2 separate regions of the Ovis aries genome follow, and region 2 is linked to region 1. A link is a contact called in public Hi-C data. All regions are on one chromosome and are shown on one strand. Each heading gives the region's core, a stretch centred on a gene start, on an enhancer-like site or on the middle of the called end of the contact. The rest is flanking DNA. Distances are from core to core; before and after follow the strand shown.

Region 1 (2,670 bases), core at 48-2,547:
AGTGCTGCTGCTGCTGCTAAGTTGCTTCAGTCGTGTCCAACTCTGTGCGACCCCATAGACGGCAGCCCACCAGGCTCCCCCGTCCTTGGGATTCTCCAGGCAAGAACACTGGAGTGGGTTGCCATTTCCTTCTCCAATGCATGAAAGTGAAAGTGAAGTCGCTCAGTCGTGTCTAACTCTTAGCGACCCCTTGGACTGCAGCCTACCAGGCTCCTCCATCCATGGGATTTTCCAGGCAACAGTACTGGACTGGGGTGCCATTGCCTTCTCCGCCTAGAGTGCTATCTTAGGTAATCGAAAGTGTATAGAATCTAGGGCATTTAAGTGAGGCAGAGGAGAAAGGTGGAAAAATGGCGATTTAGACTCGGGAGAACACACACAAAAGTACAAGTGACAACACGAGAATGCCACGGAAAAAGTCAACAAGAAAAGTGATTTGAGAAAGAGATCATGGCAACAAAAACAATAAAAAGTGGCACCAAATCAACGAAGCACTAAATACCGCTATTGTCTTAAGAGTTCACGCCGACTTGAAATCCGGAGCCGGAAACATCGTATTCCGTTGCTGCTGCTACTGCTGCTAAGTCGCTTCAGTCGTGTCCGACTCTGTGCGACCCCATAGATGGCAGCCCACCAGGCTCCCCCGTCCCTGGTATTCTCCAGGCAAGAATACTGGAGTGGGTTGCCTTTCCTTCTCCAATGAATGAAAGTGAAAAGGGAAAGTGAAGTCGCTCAGTCGTGCCTGACTCTCAGCGACCCCATGGACTGCAGCCCGCCAGGCTCCTCCGTCCATGGGATTTTCCAGGCAAGAGTACTGGAGTGGGGTGACATTGCCTTCTCCGTATTCCGTTAACCACTCAATAAAGAAGGGCTCTAGGCTTCCTTGGAAACTCAAGAAGGAAGGAAAGAGGTACATACCTCATGTGGAGTTTCACAAACAGCCAATCCCACCAGGCCAGTGGTCTATTCAAAAACCAAACAAGAGTCATGCTGTTAACTACAATTCTGAGGGTTCCCACGCTAAGAAAAGCAAAACCATCACTGTCTTGGCTAAAACTGGCCTAAAACCAGCTACCGGTGTCTCAGAACCTCTGGTTCGGAGTTTTTTCCTGCCTCTTCAATCGAGGCCGCTAAACTGGTCACCCATAGGGGCACAGCAAAATGAGTCTCCAAGAAGTATCGCTAGCCCGCACCAGTTCAGGCCACCACCCGCGGACTGACTCCATTCCCCCAGTCTAAACTCCAGCAGTGACCTCCACCCGTCTCACCTTCTTCAGCAAGCCCGCCATGACGGCGCCGAGAAGCCGGGACGCGCAGCCCTCTGGGAACCTCTCTCAGACCCGCTCAATCCACCGCCGAGGCCGCCGCTCCATCCACCGCCGAGGCCGCCGCTCCGTCACCTTGGAAACAGCTTGGCCCCGCCCCCTGAGGCTCTGCCGGGGAGCAAAAGGCGCTGCACCGCCCACTCCTATGAGGAAAATTGATGCCTGAGTAAGGAGTGCACCAGTCTCTCAATCAAGCACAATCAGGGAAAGAGTTCTCTTAGATGTCTCTCGTCTCAGTTCCTGTACCTTTACAAAGATCTATTGAACACCCATTGTGTGTTAGTTTCTGGGACAGATTTTGTACAACAGGATCTCACATCCCGGAATTCACAGAACAATGACCAAAACATGCTTTAATAAGTAATGGGCTAAGTGTTCCAAAAGAGGTTTGTGCCAAGTGCAGTGGTAGCAGGTAAGAGGAAATGACTAAAAATTGTAGGGCTACTGTTGTTAAAAGGGGAATTTGCTTAAAAAGTCAATGAGAGAAGAGCACAAAAAATTGAGACTAAATATAGCTTCAGTTCAGTTCAGTTCAGTCACTCAGTCGTGTCCGCCAGGCCTTCCTGTCCATCACCAACTCCCGGAGTTCACTCAGATTCACGTCCATTGAGTCAGTGATGCCATCCAGCCATCTCATCCTCTGTCGTCCCCTTCCTCTCCTGCATATAGCTTAAGCATCAATAATAAAACAGCCCACAGAATGGGAGAAGATATTTGCAACCACATACAATCACCAAAAGATAAGTGGTGCCTAGAATATATAAGGAATTTTCTTCAAACAGCAAGAAAAGAACTAATAACCACAACAAGTCTTCCTGCTTCAGTTCTTGCCTCTCTCTCTCGTCAGAGGGAGATTATATATCAAATGAGTTTGTAAATATATAAAGGGCCTGGCTCAATGCATGGAACATAGCAACACACAGGTGACTGTGTTTTTATTTTGCTGTTATTATTCTCAACCCAGTAGCTAGACTAATCCTTTTAGAAAGTATTTTGCTCTTCTGTGATTTTTCACTCAAAGTGTAGAAACCAAATTCCTTGCATCTGCCTCCATTGTCCAGCACTGTTGCTCCCTCTGCCCTTCTCCCCTCAGACCTAACCTCCTATTCCCCTCTCCCTACCCAGATAGCTGCTCTTCTAACCCTTTTCTTGGGAAACTCTTCCACCAGATGGGTGCCTGGTTCATTCTCTCACCTCTTTCAAATATTTGCGCACTGTTACCTTCCCAGTGTGTCCTGTCCTGGCTTTGAGATTTAAAATTGCAAATCATCACAAAGACACTCTTTACCCTCTTTGTTGCAGTTTTCTTTGTAGCCCTTTTCACCCTCTAATATGCTGTCTAGTT
Region 2 (2,670 bases), core at 112-2,611, 300 kb after region 1:
GTGCCCCTGCTTTTTCCTTCCAAAACCTTGATTGAGCAGAGAATCGTGGGTAGGGCACGGCAGCCCTGCAACATGCTGGGACCTGAAAGATGCGTTGCTATTATGCTGCTGTTCATTTACTTTTCCTTTCGTGTGGCATCACTCACGTGGCCCAGCTCTCAGGCGGTCCCAACTTACTCCTAGAGGCATCTTACTTGTGACTTCAAGCACTGAGTAGTGTCCTTGCTTTTCTGGTCCCCTAAACATAGCTGTTCTGTGATTATTCAGCACCCTGCTCTCCACTCGGTGACAGTGAGCTAATTTGGTCACTGAGAGGATTTGGCCTAAATATCTACTAGTGACTCCTTACCTCCAGTTAACATGCTAGAAGACTTGCCATTTTGAATCATTCCCAATAAACTCTCTTTGATAATGACTGTCAATGACACATTGGAAAGAAACCAACATTGCCTCCTGATATCAGCCTCAGAATGGGTAGCTTTCACCATAAACATCTGTAGTTTCCCTAGTTACTGCATATGGATCAACAACAGATAAAGAAGAATTGTAAATTTTGTATCTACCCCTCCCTCTGATGACAAAGCCTTAAACTAAAGGAATTCATGGACAATTTCTTGTTTCCAGTTTAGCATGCAAGAAGCTTGAAAGTTGCCACTTGGCCCTAAGAAATAAAAGGCTAAACAAACTGAAAAAAAATCCAACTCTTCATAGAATAATAAGAGAAGTGTGGACACACAGGGAAAATTGCTGCCTTCAAATTTGGAGAGACAGACAGGTGAATACAGAGAAACCCAGCTTACCAGATCAGAAGTCCTTGGGCAGAAACCTCTGTGGGAACCACTGACAGAGCACAGAAAGCTGAACTGTAATTAGGAAACTGCTGGTGGCTCAGCAACAACAAGACTGAGAGATTAAAAACTCCAGGGGCACCCAGTCATGCGGGCTGGGGGAGCACACTTTCCCCTGCAGGAGCTCACTAGGTCCTTCTAGTGAATATTGGAGAAACCCTCCCCTCATGCATCTAATAGGTGAAAAAGAAAAGGAACCATTTTGAGTATTCCAGAGCATTCTGTTCTTCTGCACAAGGTCCAGCCCCAGGAGAAACTGTTTAACCACAGCCAAATTGCTGAGGTTTTACCAGAACCTAACTGGTCTGCAGAAAAGGAAACCAACTCCACCTGGTTTTAGATTTCCACTTGGAAGAAGGAACATACCCATCTCTAGCCCCATCTAGCCAGCCTGTTCTACCTAACAGGGAGTGGCAGCAAAAACTGAGAAGCAGTTGTGAAGTTCACAGTCCAGAGGCAAAACCTCACTAAGACTGAGATCTAATCATAGGACTGTAAAGTCTTTCATTACGCCCACACCTTACTGGCATATTACTAAAGGTCTATTTATAGCAGCTACTCTTGACTCAGAGGGTAAAGAATCCACCTACAATCAGGAAACCTGGATTTGATCCCTGGGTTGAGAAGATCCCCTGGAGAACGAAATGGTAACCCACTCCATTATTCTTGCCTAGAGAACCCCCATGGACAGAGGAGCCTGGCGGGCTACAGTCCATGGTGTCCCAAAGAATCAGACAACTGAGTGATTAACACTTTCACTTTTACCTAGTACGAGCTATTTACTTATGGAGAAAAATCAAATCATATCTAGCTATCAAGGAAACAATTACAAGACATAGTAAAAGGCAAAAACACAACTTGCAGAGACAAAGCAAACACCAGAGCTTGACTCAGATACAGCAAGGATGTTGGAATTATCAGACCAGAAATTTAAAACAATTATGATTAATATGCTAAGGGCTCTAATGGATGAAGCAGAACAAATGCAAAAACAGACAACATAAGCTACATAAGAGAGATGGAAGTTGCAAGAAAGAAGCAGAAAGAAATGCTAGCAATCAAAAACACTGTAACAAAAAGGAAGGATATCTTTGACGGCTTTATTATTAGACTAGACGCAGCTGAAGAAAGAATCTCTGGCCTTGGAGATATCTCAGTAGAAGCCTCCAAAACCGAAAAAGCAGAGAGAGCAAAGACAGGAAAAAAAAAAAAAAACACAACAGAACAGAACATCTAAGGACTGTGAGAGAGCTAAGGTGTAACATACACATAACAGGAAATCATGGGAGACTGTTGGGGATTCTGCCCCTCTGATCATGTCGTGTGACTATGACATCTCTACATTCAGGAAAGTTTCAATGTGAGTGGAGGGAGAAGCTCTGCTCCTTTAGGTCTTTGTTAAAAGAGGCAATGGACCTGGACCCAGCAGAGTCCTCATTCTGAGCTCTGCATCACTTACTTCTCCTCTTTCCAGTATTTCTCATATCATAGATAATTCTCAAAACCATTTCACTTACACTATCTCATTTGAACCTCACAAAAACTCCTCCCCTTCCTGTCATGTCATCTCTGATCTGTTCAGCAGACATTGTGGTCCTGGGAAATGGAAAGAGATGTGAACCTGAAAACAAATTAAACCAAAATTACCAGAAAATTGCCCAGAAAAAAATTTTTTTAAAAAAAACCTGAGATTGTAAAATCTTTCATTTAGTGGACTATAAAAGTGCGGGTGATATGAATATAAAATGTCTAAGATAAAACACCATTTGAAAGTTCTGCCTTTAATTTCTACCAGATTGCCCAATTATATTTCCAGCACAAT

What was found. A called contact is a pair of places that touch in the nucleus more often than the background predicts.
Region 2: a Hi-C map of mixed tissues shows a contact between it and region 1, with 3 times the contacts expected there. The contact joins the enhancer-like site here to the promoter of NDUFA5 in region 1. A contact is called at or near these places in 2 of 16 Hi-C or Micro-C datasets (blood and mixed tissues).

The regions. Positions count from the first base shown.
Region 1 is chr4:89,481,600-89,484,269 of ARS-UI_Ramb_v3.0, forward strand. NDUFA5 (NADH:ubiquinone oxidoreductase subunit A5) reads right to left here and starts at 1,298. Exons shown (of 4, transcript XM_027968770.3): 1 at 1,269-1,298; 2 at 919-963. The coding sequence starts at 1,289.
Region 2 is chr4:89,785,195-89,787,864 of ARS-UI_Ramb_v3.0, forward strand. The region is part of intron 2 of HYAL4 (hyaluronidase 4); the gene reads left to right. Among named protein-coding and RNA genes, the nearest start is that of HYAL4, 18 kb to the left of the region's middle. Within about 2 kb of position 1,362, at least 6 of the 54 cell types and tissues checked have an H3K27ac peak or open chromatin away from gene starts, as enhancers often do.